2 separate regions of the Sus scrofa genome follow, and region 1 is linked to region 2. A link is a contact called in public HiChIP or PLAC-seq data. All regions are on one chromosome and are shown on one strand. Each heading gives the region's core, a stretch centred on a gene start, on an enhancer-like site or on the middle of the called end of the contact. The rest is flanking DNA. Distances are from core to core; before and after follow the strand shown.

The links. HiChIP or PLAC-seq counts read pairs in DNA pulled down with a chosen protein or histone mark.
Region 1: an H3K27ac HiChIP or PLAC-seq map of alveolar macrophages shows a contact between it and region 2. The contact joins the promoter of UNK here to the enhancer-like site in region 2. A contact is called at or near these places in 1 of 5 promoter capture datasets (liver), 8 of 47 Hi-C or Micro-C datasets (blood, differentiating spermatogonia, embryonic fibroblasts and 4 more) and 2 of 2 datasets of contacts at active chromatin or transcription factors (alveolar macrophages and skeletal muscle).

What each region holds. Positions count from the first base shown.
Region 1 is chr12:5,623,852-5,630,716 of Sscrofa11.1, reverse strand. UNK (RING finger protein unkempt homolog) reads left to right here and starts at 2,468. Exons shown (of 15, transcript XM_021066619.1): 1 at 2,468-2,672. The coding sequence starts at 2,569.
Region 2 is chr12:5,579,406-5,585,942 of Sscrofa11.1, reverse strand. UNC13D (protein unc-13 homolog D) reads right to left here. Exons shown (of 32, transcript XM_021066615.1): 15 at 6,334-6,458; 16 at 6,099-6,189; 17 at 5,954-6,010; 18 at 5,770-5,867; 19 at 5,601-5,652; 20 at 5,399-5,529; 21 at 5,192-5,312; 22 at 4,709-4,852; 23 at 4,456-4,554; 24 at 4,151-4,357; 25 at 3,893-3,961; 26 at 2,797-2,876; 27 at 252-357; 28 at 103-174. Among named protein-coding and RNA genes, the nearest start is that of UNC13D, 9.2 kb to the right of the region's middle. Within about 2 kb of position 1,807, at least 5 of the 83 cell types and tissues checked have an H3K27ac peak or open chromatin away from gene starts, as enhancers often do. A contact at or near this core is called in alveolar macrophages, where this site is marked.

The DNA of each region.
Region 1 (6,865 bases), core at 1,219-3,718, 44 kb before region 2:
GAGTTCCCATCATGACTCAGTGGTTAACAAAACCTACTAGTATCCATGAGGACGTGAATTTGATCCCTGGCCTTGCTCAGTGGGTTAAGGATCCAGCTTTGCTGTGAGCTGTGGTGTGAGTCACAGATGTGGCTCAGCTCCTGTGGCTGCGGCTGGCAGCTACAGCTCCAATTGGACCCCTAGCCTGGGAACCTCCATAGGCTGCAGGTGTGGCCCTTAAAAAAAAAAAAAAAAAAGAAAGAAAAAGAAAAGAAAAAGCAGGCAGGGCAAAAACACCTTCTGCCCAAACTCTGGTTCCAAATTCCTCTCATTTCAGCTCTCTCAATGATAACACTGCACAATATTTACTTAATTCTCCATATATTTAAACTTTTATGCGATAATTCAATGTTAGTTTCTGCCTTCTGCTCAAAGTTTAGGGTGGGGAAAAATTAAGCTATTTCATTCAGGCCAGACCACATAGAGAAACCAAGATGGACACTCTTCACCTGTTCTCAGAACCTGTGTAAATTTAGCCCAGAAACAGGGTACTGGTTCCATCCTGCATAAAAAGCTGTCAAATGTCCTGGGATGTAACCAGAAAAATACCTTGTCATCTTTTTCGACTGCTCAGACGGTCTGGAGAAGGAACGGGCTCCTAAATTAACACCCATTTTGAGTTCCAAGGCTTTTCTTGGAGATCCCAAACCCGGTTCATCCCTTGCTTTCTGCAAGAGAGATGGTCTAGTTACCTGCCCACCTTCAGTTTTGCTAATTTTTAGAGAGGAACTAAAACTGCTTCGGGAGAAACTAGGTATGAATTCACATTCGTCATTTAAGGATGATGAGTGGAAATAGTTTGTCCTCCTTACTTGGCAGTCATACAGGTTATGTTTTTTCTAAGCAGCACAGGAAATGGGGAGCAACTGAAAATGTTGATACAAACAATGCAGAATGGGATGCAGCATCTGGCTACGGTCCTAGTTCCTGTTCTGTCACAGACTTAGAAACTCGGTGCAAGTTACTTAATCTCTCTGAGTTTCGGTTTCCTCTCCTGTAAATTAAGCAGCTTGGATGATATCATCTCCCAATTCTACCCGTACACTCTTATTCTGAAGTTCATGGTACACACACATTTAAAATCCAGCCGTCTGAACTATCTTTCTCCATTCAAATCACACTTGGGTATTCGGGGTGGGGTGGGGTGGGGGGAATAACAGATAAGCCAATTATCTGCATTTAATAGGATTAAAGCAATACACCTCAACTTGTTTCTCCTTTTGGAATTTTTCATCTTCAAACGCCCCTAGTGGTGAAACAATTGATTTGGCCTGTTTAAGAAATACTCGTTTCTCAGCTTTGTAGGCTGACAATTTGGCTTCTGATGTGGTTACTTGGAACTAAATAAAATAGGCATGTGTCAGTCCTGCATATTAACACTTTTACATTCACCCCTTCCTGCTTTGCCCCTAAGGTTACTGGGAATGTGTTTCTTTTACGAGATTAGCATGAGTTAATGTTACTTAATAAGATACAAATCAGTCTTTAAAACAATGTCTTTAAATAGATTAAATAAGGAAAACAAAGTTAAGATGGTAAGTTTCAAGTATCTATGAAGAACTTCATCTGACTGGAGGGAAGCGGGGAGGAGACATTTTCCCAAGTAGAAAGGCTGGCATTCAGAGCAGGAAACTAGGGTAAATTATAATAAATCGCACTCCTGACTCAAACCCAGGCCCTTCCTCTGGACACTGTGATGCTTCTCGAAGCCCCCTGCAACTTGCCAGTGCACCTGAGACTATGCTAGATGGAGATTAAGTTCGTCCTTGGCCCTTAACGTACTGGAAACAAATTGGTCAGGCCAAGTGTCGAGCTGAGAAAGGACTGAAACCGTGGAGTTCCAGGTTTCAGAGCTCGTAAAGGTGTATGGAGCGCCTGAGCAAAGGCGCAGGAACAGAGTACTGGGTTGTGTAGCTCTTCGTTAGCAGAGCTTTCTCACGCTGACTTCCAGCAGGCCGACTTTCCCTTATGATTTTCAGCTTGTTCCCGCTGAACGAGCGAGGATGTTGGCAGAGTCCAGGTGCCTGAAGCTCAAAGGCCCATTGCTCAGGGCGGCATCAGAACCGAGCCCAAGCTTTGCTAAGTATGGAGGCGAGATAATTATTACACTGTTGGCCGTGGAATTACACTTGGAACTGTTTCACTGCAGTCGTTAAGCCCTCCCTAGCTCTGGGCCTCTTCTACTCCAGGTGCTCCAGTTTCAGGCAAAGGTTCCCCCACGAACGGGGAAACCGGCTGTTAAGGAGAGACAGGGCGAGACTGCAATCCCCAGAAACCGTCTCGGGCCCTCAGCATCCGGGATACCGTCTGCAAGGCTCTCTGGGTATTGTGGTCCGTTCCTTTGGCAGCAACCCTCGGCGGACGGTAAAATTCCAGCCTGACCCAGGACTACAACTCCCAGCAACCCTCGCTGCCGTGCGGGGGGTCTTCACGTTCTCGTGGCGCGGCGCAGGCGCACTAGTGCCTCGGCGCGGACCGCGCAGACTGAATAATAAAAGGGGAGCGGCGAAGAGGCAGGAAGACAGGACCATGTCGAAGGGCCCCGGGCCCGGCGGCTCCGCAGCTTCCTCGGCGCCCCCGGCCGCTACCGCTCAGGTGCTGCAGGCACAGCCCGAGAAACCGCAGCACTACACGTACGTAGAGCCCCCCCCCCCGCCGCGCGCGCACGCCTGACGTCAGCGGCCAGCGTGAGTCACGCGCGCAGGGAGAGCGCGAGGCGGCCTCTCCCTCCCCCCTTTCCTCCGTCCCGGCCCAGACCGGTTCCAACCTGCTAGGGCCGGTCCCAACTGCCTCCAACTGCCACCAACCTTTGGTCGGGCTGTGGGGCGGGAAACCCAGTCCCGCCGCAAGTGGGGAAGGAGGGAGCTCGCGGCGCAGAGTGCACACATCTCAGGCCTGGCCTTCGAGGCCTAACTGGTTCTCAGGCCATAAAACCACAGTCCCAGGCACTCTCGGGGGGGATAAGAAGTCCAAGACGCGACCAGGATGCGTTCCTAAGGGGCCAGCCCTAGAACGGCCTATGAATGACCACTAGCGTGAAGTTCTGTTAGGCGACCTGTGTTCTGTGCACAGGAGGCCTTGTGCGTCCCTAAGGCCCAAGTGTTGTCCACTTTGGCTGGAATTTACTTAAAAACATTTGACCCAGGCCAAGTCAGGGATCCCGAAGGTGATGGGGTCCGAATATGTTCTCAGGCCCAACCCAGCTGTGGCCTCAGAGGGACCCCCAAATGCTGACACTGCAAGAGTCCAGTAAGATGGAAAACCTCTTCCTGGGAATCTGCTTGTGTCTAAATGTAGGTCCCTTTCGTCTTTTTATTTCCTTTCAGGGCACTTCAAGCAACTCCCTAGTGCTAGGTACTTGATGAGAAAGAAAGGTGAAGAAGGCAGACCCTCCCTTTAAGCAGAATGTTGGGTTTCCATTTTCCCTGATGCTCTTTGCCTCGCATCTCCTTGGGCTGCCAAAATGTGTGCATGTTTGGAAGGATCCCCAAGTGTACCTCAATCTGGCCGGAGATTTGGAATGTGGGAGTTGAACAACCGTTAAGGGGCACACAGTAATGCTGTCTGGTGACCCAGAGCAAGAAGCGTGTGTTGGAATAGAAAGAACTAGAAGTCCACAGGGGAGCTCTCGTTCGTCACTCACAGAAGTCAGACTCTGTGAGTGGGAAACTCTTCTGGAATAAGGCAAAGAGGGTTTAAGGAAGTGTATTGGTTTCCTTGCGAGATTCTCTGCTATCGATTGAAATCATCTGAAACTTTATTGACTTCAGTCTGACTCATGCCACCTGTAACTTTTCTAATGTGGCCCTTGTTTGGTGCTGGAGTTCTTTCTGCAATCCTTCCCTTGGTGTTAGAAGAATTCAGTGATGAGGGGAGTGGTATGGTCAGGCAGCAGTATGGTCTTCTGCCAACCTCACCTAGTTGGAGCTTATTTTTAATCTCTGGTTGCTCAGACCATGTCTTTCAGTAAAATTTTACGTTTTTAGTAATGTGGGTCTTGGTTTCAGCAGCCTCTGTTTCTGTGTTGGGTTGTCATTGAGTATAGTATGGAATCTGTATTAGAAAGCCTTGCTAATCGTTTTGGAATTGAGGGATGAAGCAAGTCAGCAGCTGCGTTAGTCTCTGAGTCTGTCCTCTTGATGCTCATTTATTTCAGATCTGTCTTTTCATCCCTTGTCGGGTAAGTACAGAGTAATCAATCAGTTTTGGCTCTTGAAGTGGCTTAGTATATCAACAGTAGCAGATGTAAAGCCCAAGCCTCATTGGATGGTTGGAGGTTGGAGGTGTTCCCATCTTTTTATTTTCTGGGGGGGGTGTTATCTTAAAAAATCAGAGATAGAAATTAGTTGTCTGTCTTGGTAGATTTATAGGCATTCAAACCTTGATTTGGAAAGCTTCATTCCCTTCTCACTGAGGTCGTAGGAACAGGGAGCATAAGGACACTGATGATGGCACCAGTATGCTTGTTGGCCCTGGTTTTTTTTTTTTTTTTTTTTTTTTTTAATGGGGGAACCCCTCTGTTGTCTTTAGAGGTTAGGAGACACAAACATTTTAACTTTGAGTATTGGCTATAAAATTTTGAGCTGCCCAGCATTTTTTTTCATTCTCTTTTGTAGCATGACTTTCCAGAATTTGTTCCAGTCTGAATATAATCTTAGCTACTGCATTGATCCCATTGTTGAATCCGGGTGGAGACCCCCTTTTGGGTTTTTTTTTTTTTTTTTGAATGTTTGTATTTTTTTAACCTGTCAAAATATTTTACCTTTTAAAACTGTCTTATACATTAATTATGTTAATATTGTGTATTTTTTGTACCTGATGTTGTTTGAGCTCATGTGACATGTGGTAATTTTGTAATAATCCAGAAGAGATTTGCATTAAAGTTGAATCCCACTCATTGTAATAGTAATCTTGGCAAACACAGTTGAAATCCATCAAAAGCAGAAAAATTGCCTGCCTATTGGCTTGCTTCTCGCCCTTTATTCTTACCCCACGACCAAAGCCCTAGAGTTTGAGCTCTCCTTTTCCTAAACCAAGAGGATTATTCATAACATAGTTTGAAGGATAATTGTTGATATTTAAAAAACAAAACAAAACTCTCGAATAACCTTATTTAAAGGGAAACTTTGAATTAATCCTTTCAGCAAATTGGTGTGGTGGGCACCTGACCTAGTCCCAAGGAATTCAACTCTTAGAAAATGATTATATCAGAATTTCCTCTTTTGTACAGTTCCAGGGTATTTGTTTAGCACTAACTAAAATGATAATGTGCTTGTTTTAGTACTCTTTTCACTGTGAGAACTGCATGAATTCTTGCTAGGTAATTTGTCTTTTTCTTTTTTTGACAGAGACTAAATATAATGCAGCTTTATTCAGAAAAGTCCATCTTATATTTTAGATGAGTTTAATAAAAACAGATTTAAGAATAGGAAATTTTGGAGCAGTTTATGTTCTGAAACGTATCTACAAATTTAGCTGACTTTGACCTTTTTACTGCATAACCATTATATTGTTAAAAGTGTATAGTTGGAGAGTTCCTTTTGTGGCTTAGCTAATCCAACTGGTATCCATGAAGATGCAGTTCCGTCCTTGGCTTCACTCAGTGGCTTAAGGATCCGGCGTGGGCTGTGGCTGTGATGTAGGCTGGCAGATACAGCTTATGATTCAACCCATAGCCTGGGAACTTGCATTTGCCACAGGTGTTGGCCCTTTAAAAAAAAAAACAAAAACGTGTGTAGTTGGGGAGTTTCTGCTGTGGTGCAGTGGGTTGCTTATCCAGTTTCTCTCTGTGGAGTCAGTTAGGGTCAACCCCCAGCCCAGCCCAGCATGGTGGGTTAAGGATCCAGCATTGCTGCAGCTGTGGTGTAGGTTGCAGCTCTAGCTTGGATTCAGTCCCTGGCCTGGGAACTTCCATATGCTGCAGGTGTGGCTGAAAAAGAAAAAAAAGAAGGGTATAGTTGAAAGGTCACCAAAAAATATGCCATCTTAAAAAAAATCCCAGTTTTTGACTTAATTATTTTGACCCTATAAGAGGATATAAGCCTCAAAGACATTAAATATTTCTGAGATTCTTTTTTTTTTTTTTTTTTTTTTTTTTTTTTTTTTTTTTTTTTTTTTTTTTTTTTTTATTTTATTTTTTTATTTTATTTATTTTATTTTTTTATTTGTTGTTGTTGTTGCTATTTCTTGGGCCGCTCCGGCATATGGAGGTTCCAGGCTAGGGTTGAATCGGAGCTGTAGCCACCGCCTACGCAGAGCCACAGCAACGCGGGATCCGAGCCGCGTCTGCACCTACACCACAGCTCACAGCAACGCCGGATCGTTAACCCACTGAGCAAGGGCAGGACCGAACCGCAACCTCATGTTCCTAGTCGATTCGTTAACCACTGCGCCACGACAGGAACTCCTGAGATTCTTTTTTCTATGGTTGATTCTCAGATTTCTCAATGTGAAGGTTTCTTGGAGCTTCTTGGCCACTGGATTTTTCTTACAGGTAGACATGCTTTGTAGCCTTATGTAGCCAGGTGTCATTTAAATTTAGAACTGTTTTCTGGGCATCTTTAAACAGGATTAGGAGTTCCCTTGTGCAGTAGGTTAGGATCCGGTGTTGTTACTACAGTGGCTTGGGCTGCTGCTGTGACACAGGTTTGATCCCTGGCCCAAGAATTTCTACATGCTATGGGTGCCACCAAAAAAAAAAAAAAAATTTAAAAAGCAAACAGGATTAATGTAGCAGTACTTCCATAGATAAGCTATTTTGAGGGAAATTCGTTAGTTTATACATTATGTAAATGTCATGAGCTTCACTTGATTGCATCTGATTGTG
Region 2 (6,537 bases), core at 558-3,057:
CATTTTGTGCCGAACCCTGTAAATTAGGTAGCTGGTCCTAGATAGAGGTGAGGACAGGAAGGCAGGCTGCCCCACGCCACCAGCTCACCAAAAAGCCCCTACCTGGAAGGTGGCCGTGTGCAGGGCCTCAGGCGGCAGACCGCAGCCCTCGGCGTAGAAGCAGATCTCCAGGTTCTAGGGGGCGAGACACCAGCGGTGACCCCAGGCCATTCTGCCACCGAGGTCACTGTTATTGTCACCGGTATTATTACCTGTAGTGCAATCTTCAGCCTGCGGGAGGCCAGGGGACAGCTCCGCTGGGAGGCAGCCACCTCCGCCAGCACCATGAGCGTGTGCGTCCAGAGCAGGGTCAGAAGGCTGGGGTGGGGTGCGCAGGGGTGCCGGATACAGGGCGGGAGGACGGAAGAGGAGGAAGTGGAGATGCTCTTGAGAAAGAGGGGGCTGCGCGGGGCCCAGCCCCCCGCCCCCCCCCCACCTGCTTCTTGGGTGGGACCGGGGCCAGGGCTGCAGGCGGGGGGCTGCTCTCCTGAGGGAAGGAGGGAGGGGGATGGGACAGACCATCCCGGGCCTGCCCAACACGGCTCATAGCCCAGGGAAGAATCCTTCTCAGCAGGATGAGCAAACCCCAGCAAACAAGGGGCGGGGTGGCCCCCCCATGACAGAATCATGGGTCGAGAAAGGAGCCAAAGTGAGTAGGATCTCCGCACACAGCGTGGAAAAGCACCTACTACCTGCGGGGAGAGAAACGGCAACTGGGCCACAGTCCATCCTAGTAGCGACCTAAAATAACTGAAATTTCACTTGTCAAAGCGGAGTCAGGCAAGCAAGTACAAAAGAAGTGTGATTAAGAACGTGGAGGGTTCCCGTCGTGGCGCAGCGGAAGCGAATCCACAAGGAACCATGAGGTTGTGGGTTTGATTCCTGGCCGCACTCAGTGGGTTAAGCATCTGGCGTTGCTGTGAGCTGTGGGGTAGGTCGCAGACACGACTCAGATTTGGCATTGCTTCGGCTGTGGTGTGGGCTGGCAGCTGTAGCTCCAACTCGACCCCTAGCCTGGGAATCCCCATATGCTGCAGTTGCGGCCCTAAAAAGCAAAAAAAAAAAAAAAAAAAAAGAACCGAGAGTTCCCTACAACTATAAATGTAATTAAATTCATTCAGTTAAAAAAATTTAAGGGAAAAAAAAGGTCAGTTCCTTTGGGGGAAAAAAAAACCAACTGGGAGTTCCCATTGTGGCTCAGCCATAACAAACCTGACCAGGATCCATGAGGATGCGGTTTGATCCCTGGCCTCACTCAGTGGCTCGAGGATCTGGCATTGCTGTAAGCTGTGGTGTAGGTCAGAGATGTGGCTCGGATTCCCACGTTGCTGCGGCTGTGGCGTCGGCTGGCAGCCACAGCTCTGATTTGACCCTTAGGCTGAGAACTTCCATATGCTGCAGGTGGGGCCCTAAAAAGCAAAAAAAAAAAATTAATTTGGTCAACATACTTAAGAGCTCATTAGGTACCAGACACCGTTCCGACAGCTCTGAGGCAGTGACGGGTAAGTAATGCGCTTGTCTTAGTGCAGATTAAAGTCTGTTTTGTGGGCAAATCAGAGCTGAACCAATGGCATTCTATGGCCTATGATACAAAGAGGGTGGGCTTCCAAGGCCGGTGCCCCACGGGAGCGGAGCAGAACTCTGGAGGCCGGCACCCCCGTGTGGAAGAATCTGTCCTCGTCCCCGCCACCGTCGTGGGGGCCGCTCACAGTCATCAACCACTTCCTTTGTCGCAGGCGCCAGGCTCAGCGCTTGACTCATTCAGTCCTCAGCAGAGGCCAGAACTAGGGTCATCCGCACAGAAGACTTGAGCAATCTGCTCGAGGCCACCCACCAAGCAGCAGTGGAGCTGGAGTCTGAGGCCTGGTCGTGCAGAGCCCGTGCCCTTGGCCGCTACCCCCTGCTGCCCAGTGGCGGGGGAGGGGGGGGCTGCTTTAAGGCAGACCCTAGGAGGAGTTCCTGCCATGGCTCAGTGGTTAACGAATCCGACTAGGAACCATGAGGTTGCGGCGTTCAATCCCTGGCCTTGCTCAGTGGTTTAGGATCCAGCGTTGCCATGGGCTGTGGTGCAGGTCGCAGATGCGGCTTGGATCTGATGTTGCTGTGGTGTAGGCTGGCAGCTGTAGCTCTGATTAGACCTCTAGCTCAGGAACCTCCGTATGCTGCGGGAATGGCCCTAGAAAAGGCAAAAAGACCACAACAACAAAAAAAAGACAGACCCTAGGAGTTCCTGTCGTGGCACAGCGGAAACAAATCTGACTAGGAACCATGAGGTTGCGGGTTCGATCCCTGGCCTTGCTCAATGGGTTAAGGATCTGATGTTGCCATGAGCTGTGGTGTAGGTCACAGACGCGGCTTGGATCCTGTGTTGCTGTGGCTGTGGTATAGGCCAGCAGCTACAGCTCCGATTAGACCCCTAGCCTGGGAACTTCCATATGCCAGGGGTGCAGCCCCAAAAAAGAGAGAGAGACCCTAACTAGAAGTTTCTGTGGGCTGTGGGAGAGGAACACCAGCTGCCTGCAACCTTAGGGAGGGCAGAGCGGCCAGCCGTCTCCCAGAGACGTAGCCCAGGGCTCGGGGAGGAAGGAGGGACAGGCAGGGTTCAGCTCGGCCGAAGGGGAACAGGACAGGTGGTGAGCGCCCAGACCCTGGGAGCGAGCATTTCAGAGAGGCTGTTTGCACCCGCCCCTGAGGAGGGAGGGCAGGTGGGCGGAGGGGGGTGATGGGGGCGCCGCGGGGCAGGCGGCTGCGGCAGACCTGCTGAAGTTCTCCTGCACCAAGTTGGTGTTCATGTAGCAGAGCTCCACCTCCAGGAACTTCATCAGGGGCAGAATGGCCTGGGGAGGGGCGCAGCACGTCCAGCTCTGGCCCATTCCGCTGCCACCCCCTTTCCCTGGCCCTGACCGGGGCAGGAACCCGGGCCAGGAGCCTCGGTGCATATATTTGGAAGGTTTGCAGAGCTAACCCATGACCACAGTCCGCTCCAGCCACACTGGCCTCCCCTATAGCCCTTGAACCTGCCGGGCACTGTCCTGCCTCAGGGCCTTTGCCCATGCTGTTCCCGCCTATAGAAATCCTCAGAGCTCCTTCTCTGGCTTCCTTTAGATCCTGACTCAGCCGTCGCCCTCTGACTAAGGCCTTCTCTGGCCACTATCTAAAAACACAGTCCTCTGACGCTCTCCCATCTCTCGTATGTTTTATTTTTCTCTTTAGCAGCTATTGTTATTGAAGCTGCCGTGTGTGTGTGTGTGTGTGTGTGTCTATAAACACACAGATATGCACGTATAGTTCTGGTTAAAGCTATAGTTCTGCTCATATACACTTACTTAGCTCCTCTTTCACCTGCCCTGCTAGAATGTAACCTCTAGCAAGCCAGGGATTTTTGTCCTGGCGTTCACTGACATATACTCCCAGGGCCTAAATCAATACCTGGGACAAAGGGGGGGCTTTAATAGTTGATGAATTAATGAGTAACATTCTCCCCAAGCAAAGGTGTACATTACTGTCCCTGGCGACAGATGAGGAACCTGAGGTCAGCTGGCCTGAATAAACAGGACAGCCGTGCCAGTGGGAAGGCTACACGCCCAGGTCTGCTTGCTGCAAAGTCTAAGGCCTCCCCCACGGCAGCCCCCACCGACTGTCACTGCTGGGAGAAGCCATGGACTCACCCAAGCCCACCCTCAGCACCCGAGGAGGAAACTGAGGCCAAGAGGGAACATTCCTTGCCCAAGTCTGGGTCTGGAGGACTTATCGCTGACACCCCCTGGCCTTCAGCCCCCTGCCCAGCCCAAGCCCCTTTGCAATCCCTGACCCCACCGCTGGCAACGGTTGGCGAGCAGGGAGAGCCACTCACATCCTCAGGCAGGACAGACTCCTTGATGCCCACAAGTTTCTGGATGTGCTTGGCAATGCCCACCTCAAGCTGGAGACACAAAGCAGCAGAAGAGAGGTCAGGGTGTGACTCGGGGAGTCCAGAGAGGAGGTTTGGGGCCCGAGTTTAGGTTCAGGAAGGGGAAGGAGCTAGACACTGGCCCAAGTCCTACTGGGGTGGGGGGGGGGATTTCAGGCTGAGGATGGCTGGGGCGGGGTCACTGTGGGTCAAGCAAGTTACCTGTTCGGCTAAGGTACGGACTCCAGTTCGAATCTCATGGCCCAGCCCAGCCAGCGCGCTCTGCAGCTGGGCATGCAGCGTGTTCTGCAGCTGCCCCTGCTCCAGCACAGCCACTACCCGCTGCTCCAGCGCTTCCCAGGCCAGCTGGGTGGGCAGCTTGCCGATCACCAGCCGCAGCTGCTCCATGTTGTTCACCACCACACACAGCTGCAGGCAGCCCGGGCACAAGGATGCAGGGCTTTCTGAAGAGTGCCAGGACTCCAGCCCCACCCTGGCCCGGCCCAGCCTCCAGCTCTGGCCCTTACCATGTTGGCTGCCTGGCCTTGGTCCTTCTGGCCTGCAGAGAGCTCACGGGCCCGGGCCTTTATAAGGCTGCAGTACACGAGGGCCAGACGGCAGGTGTCCTGGGGTAAGGAGAGGACGGTCAATGGGGGAGGAGTGTCCAGGGGGGCAGATGGGAGGGGGCACAGGAATCTCAGGAGGATTTAGGACACAGGCTCTTAGAAGTTGCCAGGGTGAGAAGGTGGGAGACATGGTGGGGTGGGAACGAGGCTGCACCTCCACGAACTTGACAGTGATCATGAAGGCCTCCTCCGGGTCAGGCCAGTCCAGCTGCCGGGCGGTGTGGCTGATCTGGGCAAAGCAGGTGGACAGATCCACAGCCGACGTGCTATGCTTGGTCAGTTCACCCAGGGGCACCAGCTAGGAGATGGGGGTGGGCTCAAGACTTTGCTAAATTCTGCCCCTCCCTTCCTTGCATCTGCAAACATCCAGAGCTCAGACTGCTGGCAAACACAGAGCTGGCCAGGCGGCTGCAAGGTGAAGAAGCAGGGCTCTGCCCAGAACCCCCCGGCCGCAAGAATCAGCCCGTAAAGGGAAGCCACAGTTTACCCCAAGTGTAACAGGAGGCAGCGTTTTGCACCTAAGTGGCTTCAAGAGCACTGCTCCACCAGGTTACCGCTTCTGCAGGTGCGAAAGGTCTGGCGGAGGCCCAAGCCACACCCCCAAAGGCGGGACTCCGCCCCTAGGCCAGGGCCCCACCTTGTCCATCTGCACAGCACGCTGCACACGCGCCAGGGCCACACTGTACGTCTTCTGGAGCCAGGAGGGGATGGCCGGCTGGAACCAGCGGTGGAAGCCGTCCAAGGCCAGGACTCCATCCCTGGGGAGAGCCAGGGTCAGCCTGGGAAAGCCCGGGGCCACTGCGGGCTGCGGCCCCTCCTCGCCCAGCAGCCGTCGGCTTCCTACCTCTCCGAGGGGACCGGGCCCAGCCGGCAGAGGTCCTTGAGGCTGACGTAGAGCTGGAACAGACTCTCGCCAATCTCCGGGGTCACGGCGTCGCCCATCGCCGCCGTGTGGTCCTGCACTCGCTTGGCCACCTGCGGAGGGAGAGCGTGGTGGGCGGGGCTCAGGGCCGGGGGCGTGGCCTGGAGCCGCGGGGGAGCCTCACCAGCCACTGCAGCTCCTGGAAAGCCACGGAGAAGAGGTCGATCTTGAGGACGCTGGAGGAAAGGCAGCGGGCGTGACCTGGCGGCACACAGCGGGGGGGGGGGGGGGGGGCCTCTGGTCCCCATCCTGAGCCCAGGCTGCTTTGCCTCCCAGCCCCGCCACCCGCTCACTTGTGGAAGATCTTGTTCCATGTGCGCTGGCACTGGTGCAGGTCGCCAGTGATGTCCTGTACCAGGCTCAGTAAGGCCTTGGCCGCCTCCAGCAAGCCCTGGCAAGGACAGAGGTGAGCCAGGCAGGTCTTCTCCCGGCAGGCCTGCCCATCCCACCTCCCGCCACCTGGCCCAACACCCTCACCTGCACCATGGGCTGATGGTGCTGCTGCTTCAGGTGGAACCATTCAACGGTGCCAGTCTGTGGGCCGAGAGGCAGTGAGCCAGGAGCGTGGCTTAGGCCCAGGCCCAGGCCCGTGCCCTCCCCGCCCCCAGGGTGGGCACCATACTCGCAGTGCCTCGGTCACCAGCTGGGGCAGGGGGGTGCTGTCGGGGCACAGTTCTCCAAAGGCCTTCATCTTGCACATCTGTACCAGGACCCTGTGTGGACAGAGAGCCGCGTCCAAGATGCCCGATGCCCCGACGGCCCCCTCACTCCTCCAGCAGGCTTCCCCGCCCCAGAGGTGCCCCAGCTGTTCCCCCAGCCCTGTGTCCACCGAAGCAGGGGAAGGAGGAACCACCGACCTGAGGAGAGACTGCAGCCGAGCTGGGGAGTCGGAGACGGAGAGGGGGAAGACAGACCGGAACCTCCGGATGAGGGAGAGGCCGTAGGCCAGCAGGGAGTTGAACGAGGTGGCCAGCTCCTCCAGCTGCGGGGCCAGGAAGGGGCTGTGAGGCGGGGGCTGCTTTGTGGGGCCTGGAGTGCCGCTCCCGCTCCCAGAGCCCTGC